Regions from separate parts of the Mus musculus genome. Here region 1 is linked to region 2. A link is a contact called in public HiChIP or PLAC-seq data. All regions are on one chromosome and are shown on one strand. The core of a region is the stretch at or near the end of the contact, and the rest is flanking DNA. Distances in the headings are between cores, read along the strand shown. Region 1 overlaps Gfod1 (glucose-fructose oxidoreductase domain containing 1). Region 2 holds the start of Tbc1d7 (TBC1 domain family, member 7).

Region 1 (7,119 bases), core at 2,663-5,162, 98 kb before region 2:
AATCTACTGCCTATGGTCACTTTGTTAAGCAGACTGGAACCTCTGGGGGGAAGAGGAAAGGTGGACAGTGGCACAGGAGGGGAGGCACTGAGAAGCCAGTATTTGGCTTTCAATGCTGTTTGGTTTTGTGTTACCCAGACATAAACTAGCGTCACCTGGGAAAATAGAACCACATTTGAGAAATCGACTCTATCAGATTAGCCTGTAGGCGGTCTTGATTGTTGATAGGGGAGGGCCCAGTCCACTGTGGTTAGTTTAGTGTCACTCCAAGACTGGCGGTCCTGGGAGGTTTAGAAAGACTTGGGTTCCTACCCTGACTTCCCTCAGAGGTGAACTGTGATGGTGTGATGGAATTAACCCTTTTCTCCCCATGTTGCTTTTGGTCAGTGTTTTATCACAGCCTAAAAGCAAACCAGGACACCTGGTGTTCCAGACACCAGCACGGCTGGTACTCAAACCTGTTTGTGGAGGATTTTGAAATGTCATCTTGACTCTCTGAGACCTGCCTAGGGCACTAACAAACATTCACCGATTCACGGTCCCTGTTACACCCAGTGTGTGGGCTACAGTCCCAGTAGCTGTCATTCTTGAGAGGTGGGATACTGGTCCTCTGAGCTGTGGCAAAGCCTGGCTGCTGTGTTTTCTGGGAAGAGCTGAGCGTGGAGAGCGGCTGAGGCATGGATGAGTGTCAACGCCACACTGCAGAGCTCTTATCCACGCAAGTGAAGCCAGGCTTCCTGACTTGGCAGCAGAGAAGAATTTGGGGGTGAGCCTGTAAGAAGCTGAGTTGAAGTTTAAGAAGAGACTTTAATAGCTTAGCACGGGAGTTACCGGAAAGAAGTGCTCAGGGAAAGGATGAGTTTAAACCACCGTCTTTCCAAAAGCCAAGCAAATAATTGAGGCCACCCAGAACCAAGCCAGTGGAAGATCCCATACTCATTTTTTCTTGCAAGACCTGGCTCTTCCCCAGTTGTGGAGAACATAAGTCATGGGGTTCTTTATTTATGGAGATTAGCCCCGTGCTCTGAGTACACTTTAGGCTGTTGGTTACAGATGGCTTTGATGCCTGAGCTCAGTGGTTGGTCACATTTATGGTTATATCAAGCGATATCCAGACCAGCCTCTGTCACTCTCAGGTGCTTCTCAAAGTGCATCCCAGAGCTGCCTGGTGAGGCCCCGGGCTGAGGATGCTATGGTGACTTTCCATCCCTCCACCAGAGTATCAGGGGCTACTGGTAAGTGAGCAGTCAAGCCCTGCCCACCTCTGGCTCTCTGCTCATGAAAGGCTGACATATCCTCACCCACAAGTAGTTACTCAGCATCTGCTAGCTGCAGAACACAGTTCTGGATGCTATGGGTCTTCCTGGTCTTCTATTGTTCTTCCATTTTAGGCCGTGGAAAATTCCAGGTCATGGCTCAGATCCCTGGCAGGTGCCCGTTTGCTTCTGGCAACGTCTGAGTCAGGATGCACAGAAGGGAACATGACTGGGAAGGTTGTGGCGACCTTGTCATCTTCCCTACTTCCCAAGCTGGGCCACGTGGCTGGGCTCTGCGGAGCTGTGGGCAGAGGAGCCCTGGTCATGTGTTTCTTAATCACAACAGCACGGTTCCGTCTTTGATTTTCCCCGAGCTTGTTAACCTGCCTGCTAACCTACCTGTTAGTTGATGGGAACAGGGAGGAGCTGAAGTGTTCCCCATATTTCACCAGAATGAGTTCTCTGGGCCGGCTCCCCCTTCCCTGCTCTTGGATCCCTGACTGAGGCAGGACATAGCTCAGCATCCTGGCAGGGTTAGCGTTGCACTCTTCTCGATCTCCGGATTTTACCTGGGAACAGTTTTTTTTTTTTTTTTCTTCTCAATAGTTTCTGGGTGGCTGAGTAGGACAACTTCTACCTCAGTAGGTTTCTGAGGCCACCTCTGGAGTCTGCAAAGCCCAGGTTCTTGATGTCACAGGTCAGGAGTCAACACATGCTCAGCATTAACCTGTAGCAAAAGAACAATCAAGTTCTGCATATCCGTGTGTTTTGATTCTTGCTTCAGTGGGCTGTTAAAAAACTAACCTGGATCCAGTGGACAAAAAGCAAGTGCAACACGACTGTATCCATGGCAATAGTGATAGAAATTTCCTGGAGAGGTGAGGACACTGTTTCTCTTTCTGTCTCTCTCGATCCCTCTCCATCTGCCTGTCTGTCTGTCTGTCTGCCCCTCTCCCACTCCCTCTCCCTCTCTCTCTTGCTCAAGGCTCCTGAATGCTGGGAGTCTTTATGTATTTTTTTTTTAATTTAAAGTTAGAGTATTGTCTAAAAATTCCATTTCCTTACTCTCTGTCTCTTTTTCCCTCTCTCTGTCTATCTCTCTCTCTGTTTTTCAAGACAGGGTTTCTCTGTGTGTAGAGTTCACTCAGGTTTATAGACCAGGTTGGCCTTGAACTCAGAGATCTACCTGCCTCTGCCTCCTGAGTGCTGGGATTAAAGGCCCATGCCACCATGCCCAGCTAAAAACTCTACTTCCTTCTGTGGCATTAGGGATAGAGCCTTGTGCATGTTAGTCAAATGAACAACCATTAAGCTACATTCTGGCCCAGAAACTTCACGTTGTTTTTACCCTGTGGGAACCGCTGCAAGGTAGCATCATGGCCTTGTGCTTTATCCTGCACGTGACACGCAGCTTGGGATGAGCAGTGCTAAGCTGAGGACTGTCTTGGGCGGGAGCTAGGCTGAGTGCACAGAGAGCTCCCAGCCTTGTGTCCAGCAATATACACTCATGAATCCGAACAGTCGTCAAACTAGAGCAGTGATGGAGCCAAGTCCTGTCCTGTTTGGAATGACTGCTGAAGGAAGCCGGAATAGAGTAGATCGTAGATATCTGATCTCCCTTCCCTTCTCCTGGCACACATCCTTAAATCCTTAGATCTCACCGTGCTGAGTGGCTTTTGAAAGCTAATGAATGGGCTGAAGGCTGGCAGCCCCTGCATGATGTCAGGCTGAGGACAGTCACAGGAAAGATTGGCAGGGTTAGAGAAGTGAGGCTCTCAGCTCAACCCACTGCCTCCGGGAAGAGAGAAAGGTTGAAGGTCAAGTTTATTGGCGGTGGCTTTCATCACCAAGTCTTCTTAATGAAGTGTCTATAATCCGTCCACCCCCACCCCACCCCCATTCTTCTGGGTAGCAGAACACATCAGGCAGGAGTGGCACTTCCAGAGAGGGATGGGGGCACTCTAAGCCCCATGCCCAAAGGATTAGTGTCCTTTGTCATTTCTTTGTGTGTGTGTGTTGGGGATTGAACTTAGGGCCTCATTCAAATGAGCCAAGTGCTTTGTCACCCAGCCTTACAAATCTGATAAACCAGTAGATGCGTTTCCCAGGGTTCTGTGAACTGTACAAGTAAATTAATTGAACCAGAGGGGAGGTGACAGGAACCTGGTTTAGTTAATTAACTAATCCTGGCTTAAATAATTAATTTTGAGCCTGACTCTCCCTATACCACTCAGGCTGACCTTAAGCATGCAATTCTTCTTGTTGTCTGTACTCCCCAATGACTGGGTACACATGAGCTCTATCACACTGGGAGACAGAATAAAGAATCATTCATTCATTCATTCATTCATTCATATGTTTGTTTTGTTTGTTTCAAAAACTGGTGCTGGGGATTGGGCCCAGGGTTTTGTGTGTGTTCTCTTATTAAGCTATGTCATAGCCTATTTGTTATGATTCTTACTATTTTTAATAGCACCCTAGTTTAAAGCAGGTGGATCAGAGGGAGGCAGGATAGCCTGGACTTGTGTGTTTTTATGCAGAGGCAGCCCTGGAACTCAGCCCTCAACCTATGGGACCTGCCACCAATTCTGGGCTCATCCTGTGAGAATGGAATGAAGTGAGCAGACACCCAGTTGGTGTTTGCTGCTGCAGCTGTGACTTGCTTATGGGTGGGGGAAACCCCACACATGAACCTGACGTCACAAGTCTGCAGAGAGAGGGTGAGGAACTGAGTCGTCTTTTCTGTGGCCTCCAAAGTGACTGCCTGGGAATGCAGGAGGTGATGGCGGGGGCAGATTTGAGTGTGTGTGGGTGTGGGTGTGGGGAGAAGTAGTGTGGGCAAGTGACGTCACGATTTGACCTTTGACCTTTTCCTGTTCCCCCACACTGTGTGTGGCTATCTGAGCTTAATTGGGCAGAGCTGTTTGCTTCTTCTCTGAATGGGTTTCTTGAGTTCAGTCAGGATGTCAGGTGCTGGGATGGGCTCAACTGACAGGCACTGTCGGGACCTGGGATTTGCAATGGTTATGGCTTAATGACACCCCTTCTCGAATCTCTGACATCCCTGTCAAACTGTCACAGTATTGGTGAGTTAGGGCGGGGTTTCCTCTTTAAAATAACACTCGCTGTGGTCCTTGGTGCCTGCAAAACAGTGACAAGGTGGCTTTTCTATTCACTAGGCGCTTCTGAGCTTCTCTGAGCCTGGGGTTGGCTTTCCCTTTCAGGAAACCAAAACCCTCGAAGGGCAAAGGGTGGCGTCTGGAATTACTATGGTGATTCAGTGATAGGGACTTCTGAGAGAAGCAACTGGGGATGTGCCCTCAATTCTGTGGGGTCAGAAACCTGACCTATACACATACTCACACACACACACACACACACACACACACACACACCTCTACATGCATCCACTCATTGCCAAGCTTCCAGAGTTGTTAAGGAGCCACACGCTTCTGCTAGATGTGTGCAAGGCCAAGAGCTGGGAGCCATGAGTGCACGTGTGTATGGAGCATACTCAGAGGTCTGAGGGTGTCAGATGACTAAATTCTGAACTTGAGTGAGAACCACAAAATAAGGTGGCAGAAAATCTTAGCTGCAAGCATTCATCGTGTTGTTGAGGGTCTTCATTTCAGGACAAGCAGAGCTTTTTCTGTCAGTGGCAGCTAGAGGTAAAGCCAAGGTCCTGGGATCTGAAGAGCTGCCTCTGAGTCACTTGTTGAGCTGCCCTGCCCCTTTGCAGCCCACAAAAGGACCAGGCAGTGTGCTATCCCTCCCTGGCTGCCAGTTATCCCCTCCAAATTCTGAGTGGCATGTGGGAGGATGAAGAACACTTGGTAGAATTGCAGAGAGTGGGACGTATCTGCTCTCTAGGTGACATGTGAGTGTGGGGACCTATGTGATCACAGGAGGGAAGGGCTATACTCACTCAGAGGAAATGGTGGATACCTGTATCTATCTATGTGTCTGTCTGTCTGTCTGTCTATCTATCTATCTATTTACCTACCAATTATCTGTCTATCCATCCATCTATCTATTTACCTACCAATTATCTGTCTATCCATCTATCTATCTCTCTATCCATCTATCTATCATCTATCTGACTGTCATCTATCAATCATATATCTGTCTACCTGTCTGTCTGTCTGTCTGTCTATCTATCTATCTATCTATCTATCTATCTATCTATCTATCTTGATTTGTCTATTTTTCCCCCTTGGTTTCATGCATGAGATATTGCGTCTCAGGGATTGAGTGAACCCAAGGCCTCATGCACTAGGTGTGTGCTCTGTCACTGAGGTCCATCTCTGGCTCTCTTCTTACCACTTTCATTTTAAGACAGGGTCTCACTAAGTGGTCCAAGGCTAGCCTTGAATGTGTGATCCTCCTGCCTCAACCTCCTAAGTTGGTTAGGATGGCAGGTCTGTACCAGCCTGCTCAGTGGTGCTTCGCTTTGATTTGGTTTAAAAGAGGCATCACAGAAGGGCTGGGAAGTAGGATGGGGGCGGGGCAGAGGAGGGCCCTGTTAACATCCTCCCTCTTCTCTCCTCAGGATGACTGGGATGCAACTATCATCCTCTGCTTGGGCTGTCTGTGGGGTTATGTGTTGTTCTTGGAGGTTTTAGTCATTCGGTGGGCTAGTCTTTCTTTCTAAGAGCTGATGCAACAAACCATAAAAGGACTAGCTAATGGGTGAACAGTAGGAGTTTGGTGGTGGTCTCTTTCCAGGACTGTGAGGGTCTGTGGACTATCTTTATGCTCCTGGAACAATACTAGTATCTCATTATCTCTGTTGTAATTTTAATTTTTTTTTTTGATTTGCTTTTTGTTTTTTGTTTTTCGAGACAGGTTTTCTCTGTATAGCCCTGGCTGTCCTGGAGCTCACTTTGTAGACCAGGCTGGCCTTGAATTCAGAAATCCACCTGCCTCTGCCTCCCGAGTGCTGGGATTAAAGGTGTGTGCCACCACGCCCAGCTGTAATTGTAATTTTCTTTGTTTATTTCCTTTTCTTTAATTTTTTTTTTTTTAAAGACAGGGTCTCACTGTATAACTCTAGCTAGTCTGGAAATCACTATATAGACCAGGCTGGCTCTAACTCCCAGAGGTCTGCCTGCCTCTGCCTCCCTGAATGTTGGGATCAAAGGTGTGCACCGCCACTCCCAGCCACTATTTTAAAGTTAACTCGTGTTTTCCTTTGTGTATACGTCTGTTTGATCAGACTGGTTCCGGGCCTCTCTTATTGTGATCAGACCAGCAATAAACATAGTTACCCAAGTATCTCTGTGGTGGCTGATTTAGCGTCCTCTGGATATATGCCCAGGCTTGGTCTAGCCGACCCACGTAGTAGTTCTATTTGAGACTTTTGAGGAACCCCTTTAGTGGTTTCCACAATGACTGCAGTAGTCTCTCTCCCAACAGTCTTGAATCCGGTTCCTCTTTCCCAGAGCCTCACGGTCACTTATTGTCAGTGTGATCCTGATCTTAGCCGTTCTGGCTGGGACAACTTGAATTTCATCAAGGTAGCCTTCACAGATGTCAGGGGCGAAGGGTGTCTGTAGCTTTTGGAGAGGCACAGCTCAGCCCGTCGTGAGGACAGATGTAGCTTTGTGCTCTTTTTCTGTGAGATCATACGAATGTAGGTTGCAGGATCGGATGGCCAGGGATGGATGGCTGCATGTTTTTGTGCAGTGTGCCTGCCTCACTTCCAGATCAGCAAATGGGCAGATTAAAAAGAAAGTGATTGACTTTCAACTTCAGATTAGTGTGTGTTCATGCATGCATGCATGCATGTGCATATGTGTGCATGTGTTTATTCTTTAACATTTGGCTTAATATAGCTCTCCCCTAAATCTAAGTTGCTGCTGCT
Region 2 (6,537 bases), core at 3,450-5,949:
ATCGTGAAAATGACAACCAATGATTCGGAGACAGCTAAACCTGACTTGAACTTAAATTTAAAATTGAGTTTGAGCTCAATCACAGAGAGGTGGAAGTCAAAATGTAATCTCTCTAGAGCAAATGACCCTTAGTTGGGCTTAATAGGCCTACAGGGGAACCAAATCGGAATGTCAAGACACCATCCAGGGATACGTGTTTACCACCCCAAGACCCATGTGCAGCACCCGAGTGTCTAGACCAGCAGGCCACCTCATGACATTTCCCCTCAGTGGTTTCACAGTGCCCTTAAAACACACTCCTCATGTACACAGCAGTAAATTAACTCCTTCATTTCCTGGGACCCCGGGGACCAGGAAGTCTCCTCTGACCTGACAGTACCACCTGTTACATTTGGTGTTAGTCCATTTCCTGCGGGGGTAGCTGACCACCATGGAGGGAGAAATCCACAAGGAAAGGCTGATAAACTCAAGGTTCTGAAGCCTTGCAAGGTCAAACCTGGATGATGGCTGGGGAGGTGGGGCGGGGGGGGGGGGGGGACTTCCTTGTTGCCGGGGGCTCCTTGCTGCAGGGCTCTGAGGTGCTTTGGGGCCTCATGTGGTGAAAAGGATTGAGTGTTCTTGCTTGAGACTTCTCTTTTATAAAGCCACCGTCCCATTAGATCAGTGTCCCCACCTCCACCCCCGCCTTTACAGCCTCATTCAACCCTAATTTTCCCCAAAGGCTCCACCTGAAAAATATACTTGATCAATCCCCACCCTCAGAGAAGTGATGAATCTTGAAAATGAATTTTCTGAGGGCATCCAAACCATAGCAACTGGGGTTTCCGTCAGCATGCTGTAAGCTCCCCAGGGTAAGAGTGTGCATCCCGTCTGCTACTTGACACATAACACAGACTCATTTTGTTGAAGAGGGAATGGATATTTGCAGCCCCCTTCTAGCCGAACCTACTCTTCCCATCGGGTCATGTTATCGGCGGGGGACCTGATAAACCCCTATAGATGGTCAAGATGGTTGAACACACTGATCTCTCCAACACCCTTGGCTTTTTACTGTAGAGTCTTGTGTTAAGGAAATGGCATTGCATACAGATGAGCAGCAGAGAGGGGGAAGAGTTGGGACCGAGGAACATCTCCAGGTGAAGGGTTTTATGTGGCTGGATACTTAGGCTCGCTTGAAAACCACAATGGCTGCTTACTTTCCAGCTGATTTCCCGCCAAGAAAATCAAGAGCACTGTATCTTTCCCCCTCTGATTTGTGTCTTCCTTGAAAAAAATTCAGCTCATGTCCTCTTTATAAATGCAATATTTCTAAATTTCCATTCCACATCCCTAAATAACATCTATAAGAAACCAAACCAGTCTTTCGTGAACTCCCTATGTGACGTAGGCTGCCCTTAACCTGTGACGACTCTGTTGCTTACCTTCTGAGTGCTGATCTCTGATTGCATTTTAATTTTGATGATCCCGAGAGTCAACTAAGCAGCTCTTCCCTGTTCATGAGACTGTGCTGGGCTGCAGGTGGTCTCCGTGGTAGAGCGCTTGACTAGCATGCACCAGGTCTTGGATTCTAGAACTGAAAGCCAGTGTCATTTGTTTTTTGAGACAAGGTTTTTCTGCATAGCCTTGACTGTCTTGGAACTTGCTCTGTAGACCAGGCTGGCCTCAAACTCAGAGATCTGCCTGCCTCTGCCTACCAAGTGCTGAGATTAAAGGTGTAGGCCAACACTGTGCTCAAACAACCAATTGTTATGGGTTTATTTTTTTTCATGAAAGCATATATAAAGATATGTATGTATATATGCATGTATGTATCTCCTATGAATTTTTACTTCTCTATACACTCTCAACAACAGGGCTTTTTGTCTGATCCTGAGACCAATGATGATCCATCACCTACTAGAAAACTGAAATAATAGACACACAAAACATAAACTCCCAATTTTGGTTACTATATGTCAATAGACATAAAATAATTGTCAAACTGCTATAAAAGACCTCCATGCCTACTCTAAAAGGCCATCCTTGCCCCACAGACTGGTTCACGGCCCATTCTTTAAATACCACTGAACTGGGTCATCAGCAGTAAGTACAGCCTTGCACTACCTGCTAGGTCCACGAGGAGAGCACACAGGACAATGGTTCCGTAAGATTATATGTGTGGTGGCGCATGCTCATAATCCTGGCACTTGGAGGAAGGCTGAGATAGAAAGACCACAAGTTTGAGGCCAGCCTGGTCTACAGAGTTAAGGTGCTTAGAAAAACAGATTATGTGGCCCAGTTACATCTTAATTATCTTATTTTGTTTAGTATGCTCTATATTTTCCCAACTTCAAAATGTCTATTGAGGCATCATTCCTCAGAATGTATTTCAGCTAATCAACACGAACCGTATCTTACAGTTTCCAGTTGAAGATCAAACACCCATCTCTACCCTACCTCCAATCTCAAAAATCCCCTCTGCACAAAAGGCTCCACCTTTCCAGGTCTGAAACCTCCCCTAGACCATACCTCCAACTGTGGGGTAAACATCCACACACATGAGCCTCTCGGGGACATTCTGTGTCCTTTCTGCTTGGTGAACAGAGGTCCTTTTATGCTTTGTTCAGGAACTTCTACCTGCAAGGTGAGGACGGACCTGTGGCCTACTGGGTTGGTGGAGACAAAATCCCCAGCCTGCCTTGGCAGTTTGGTTTTCCCCTTTACAGGACAATGTGCCGCCTATCTGAACTCACTGCTGTTGCTGCCCTCTGCTGTTTCTATTGAGAATTACAGGGTACTGGGTTCCTGGGGCTGCCGGGCTGGTAAAATGCCACGTTTGTGGTGGGGATCCCTGACGTGCATTCTGCTTAAGATTTGATTAAGCATCCTAGAATTCATTTTCGAGGCACCTTCACACCTCCGCCCTTCACTTTGACATGGACATACAACCCGCAGCAGCTTCTGGGTGCTGCTTGCAAATGCAACCACATAGAGCCCAGCCTTCCCACAACTGAATGTTAACAGTCAATTCTCAAACCGTTTTACTTTCTCCTTTTGTTTGTGCCCCATGACATGCCCAGACTGGAGTGGAGTCTCAAATATGCTATGACTTCCATTTCATACACACATGTCCAGGTTGTCATTTCCTGCCATTATGATTTAGTGAGTACTTTAAAAAGTGGCAATTGGCGTGGACCCAGGCCCTTTTGTATGCTATCTGAGGGTTTCTATTGCGGTGATGAAACAGCCTGACCAAAAAGCAAGTTGGGGAGGAAAGGGTTTATGAGGCTTACACTTCAACAGACCTGTTCATCACTGGAGGAAGTCAGGACAGGAACTCAAATAGGGTAGGAACCCAGAGGTAGGAGCTGGTGCGGAGGCCATGGAGGGATGCTGCTTACTGCCTTGCTCCCCATGACTTGCTCAGCCTGCTTTCTTACAGAACCCGGGGCCACCACAATAGGCTGGACCCTCCATCAATCACTAATTAAGAAAAAGCTGGGTCTCATGGAGGTGTCTTCTCATTTGAGGCTTCCTCCTTTCAGTCACTCTAGCTTGTGTCAGGTTGAGGTAAGATTAGCCAGCTCAGCATGTGACTTCACCACTAGCTGCACTCACTCACAGCCTTAAAAATCCCTAACTCTCCGGCCCAGGTACTGCTTTCTCTGCAGTAATTTCCCAACACTCATGGGGACAGCGCCTCACTGCGGCCGTGTTACCTCCTTGGCTTGTTACTGTGATAAAAATACTTGAAGAGACCTCGGGAGGAAGGGCTTACAATGTGAGTGAGCCAGATTGGCACTAACAATCCAAAAAACGAATCAGTAGTCCGTCCCAGACAGCTATATCTTCCTAATAGTTCCCTAATTCAGTCCTTGCTTCCAACTCAGTGCCACCTGGGGATGGACAAAGAACATGCTCTCCGTGACAAATCACACAGGATGCCCCAGTTCTGTCCAGCGGCTCGCAGCTTCCCCAAGCAAGCAGCCTTAACTGACTGCGCGCTTGGCATTCTAGGTCTGAGTAGCTGCCAAAAGGCAAATGGCAGCAACTGCCCCTTTGCACAGTAAACGATGAACAAATGGTTTTGCTTATCCCTCCTTGATCATTGGGGGACCAATAAGTTTTTGTTTTTAAGTTTTAAATATTTGTGTATAAAGGTTTTGTCTGCGTGCATGAGCACCATGCGCGTGCCCCGTACTGGCAGAAATCAGAAGGGGTAGTTTGGAATTCCTGCAACTGGAGTTATTGATGGTTGTGAATCACCACGTGAGTGCTGGGATTTGAACCCGGGTTCTGTACAAAAGCCGTAAGTGCTCTTAATTGTCGAGCTATCTCTCCTGCCCATCACTCAGTTTTTAATAGCTGAGGACTTAACTGATTTGCTTTCTCATGGTCACTTGGAACGTTTGGAAGAAGAAGTGCAGCCCAATCGATTAGCAAAGGCTCGTTTCCGATTTTCCACCGGGCGAGGTGGAAGAAACACCGCCTGAGGGATCCCGGTTTCCACGGGGCAGAAGAGTGCCCTAAGCAAGCACTCTGAACGAAGGGGAGACGATCACCAGGGTTTCGGGATCGAGGTGAGAGGGACAGACGTGGATACTCAAGGGCGCACAGACTCGGCCGCTACCACCTCTCAGGGCTTCAGCTTCACCCGGTTAACATCCACGTGTGGGTGGGACTCCCAGCAGATGTCCTCTGCGCACGCGCATCCGGGGCGACGTCACGTCCGGCGGCGGGAGTTAGAGGCGGAGAGGGCCGGGCCGGGTGTCTCATGGCATCGCTCCCCTCGCTCGCTCGGCCCTGACGCTTATGGTTCCGTCTGCCTGCCGGTAGCACAGCGTTGCCGGGCCGGTTCTCCGCCGCCTCCCGGATCTCTGAGTCTGAGCCGGGTGTGTTTGCTCTACTCGAGGTGAAGCGTGCATACCGGGAGAGCGGGGCCTGGGGCTTCACTGGGTTGTGGGCACCTTTCCCGCAGGTGGAGTCACCTGGGCAAGATTTGACAGCGCATCTTTCAGGGCGACTCCTGTGCCATCACAGTGCAGTCCCAGGAATGCTGTCGATAGACGACAGGGGCAGCGAATGCTTAAAAATACAAAAACCAAAAGAGCCCTCAAACTACAGATTGCATTTTAATCTTTGGGTTTTTTTTTTTTAACAGCTATGAAGAGGCCGTGGAACTCTTTAAAGGCAATTCTAAATTCTAAATAGCTTTTTTCAAAAATGAATTGCAATCTTCCCCATAACAGAAGCTGTTCAGATATCTAACTCCCAACAAGAAGTCCAAACTCCCCTGGTTATCTGGGGACGTCTCGGGGGCTTTTAGTAGCTGAGGACTTTATTCTTTGGAAGAATGTTTGCATCTTTAGTGCCTAGTCACTAAACCTAGTTTGATCTTTTCTTTTGGTTTACCATTAATATCACAAAGACTGTTCTGAAAGAATTATGTATTCTCTGAGATGATTTGAGTGCTCTTGCCAGATTTTTAGCCGTCTTCTGGTTATACTTTAATGCTTTTTCTCTGTTGGAGTTTTGTATTTTGATAATACAAAACTTGGTAGAATTGTGTTTATAGGAAGAAAAATAAGGGCAGGACTTAGGGCTTCCCTCCACCCCCTTCTAATTTCTCCAAATGCCTATTTTCGAGAGGACAGCTAAGCAAAACAAAACAAAAACCAAACCAAAACAAACAAACAAACAAAAAAGGAAATTAAGGTCACCTAGAATTTTACTAACTGAATAACTTGTTAATATTTTGGATGTCTCCTCTTATTTTAAAACATACCTATCTTGGACCAGAAGCCGTGGTCCACACCTTTTACCCCCCGCACCTAGGAGGCAGAGAGTTTGAGGCCAGCCTGGGCTACTTAGTGAGACCTTAGTTGTAAAACTGGAAGCAGAATTAGTACACACCACTGGTTAGCCCCATTTATATAACATATCCTGCCAGCTTTTCTAATTCATCTTATTTGTTCATTTGTATTTTGTTCATTCATGAGAACAAGGTATTTCATTGTGCCAGGGGTTCTTATAAGAAGGAACCCTAGAGGCCCCCTCTGTGCTACCTATTTTAGTAGCTTGGAGGGCAGCTGACCTATATCTTCATATCTATATCTTTGGCCAAGTTGCATTAGGAAGGTGGGATAGGGTTGTGTGGATCCAAAGATTTAATGCTCCTTGCTTAGGGCCAGGCAATTTATCATATTTGACTTATTGAAAAGGCCGAGAAAAATCACCTAATGTCCTTCCCAATTCTTCTTTCTTTGGTTTTAGGCTCACCTAAAAAAAATCCCTCCAAGGATGAAACATGACTGACGACTCTCAGAGGAACTTTCGATCAGTCTACTATGAGAAAGTCGGGTTTCGTGGTGTCGAAGAAAAGAAATCACTGGAAATCCTCCTGAAAGATGACCGTTTGGGTGAGTCTCAGCTGCATATGTTCATTAGTTCAAAGTTACCAGGTAAATATTTCTGCAAAAGACTCAAAGCAGTACTTATTACTTGGTGTGTGTGTGTGTGTGTGTGTGTGTGTGTGTGTGTAATCAGAGTGGTGTAGTT

Evidence for each region. HiChIP or PLAC-seq counts read pairs in DNA pulled down with a chosen protein or histone mark.
Region 1: a contact with region 2 is called in a BATF HiChIP or PLAC-seq map of CD8 T cells, with 11 read pairs. The contact joins the enhancer-like site here to the promoter of Tbc1d7 in region 2. A contact is called at or near these places in 1 of 15 datasets of contacts at CTCF or cohesin (CD8 T cells), 19 of 484 Hi-C or Micro-C datasets (B cells, CD4 T cells, CD8 T cells and 10 more), 8 of 115 datasets of contacts at active chromatin or transcription factors (CD8 T cells, the HPC-7 cell line, effector CD8 T cells and 3 more) and 3 of 9 other capture datasets (adipose tissue, liver and pancreatic islet).

What each region holds. Positions count from the first base shown.
Region 1 is chr13:43,266,029-43,273,147 of GRCm38.p6, reverse strand. The region is part of intron 1 of Gfod1 (glucose-fructose oxidoreductase domain containing 1); the gene reads left to right. It overlaps LOC115488162 (a long non-coding RNA gene), which reads left to right. Exons shown (of 2, transcript XR_003950633.1): 1 at 1-7,119. Among named protein-coding and RNA genes, the nearest start is that of Gfod1, 35 kb to the left of the region's middle. Within about 2 kb of position 3,912, at least 106 of the 459 cell types and tissues checked have an H3K27ac peak or open chromatin away from gene starts, as enhancers often do. A contact at or near this core is called in B cells, CD8 T cells, DN3 thymocytes and 6 more, where this site is marked.
Region 2 is chr13:43,169,663-43,176,199 of GRCm38.p6, reverse strand. It overlaps Tbc1d7 (TBC1 domain family, member 7), which reads left to right and starts at 4,699. Exons shown (of 8, transcript NM_001252639.1): 1 at 4,699-4,891; 2 at 6,253-6,398. The coding sequence starts at 6,287. Gm40929 (a long non-coding RNA gene) reads right to left here and starts at 4,378. Exons shown (of 4, transcript XR_873309.3): 1 at 4,358-4,378; 2 at 2,509-2,616; 3 at 1,422-1,573.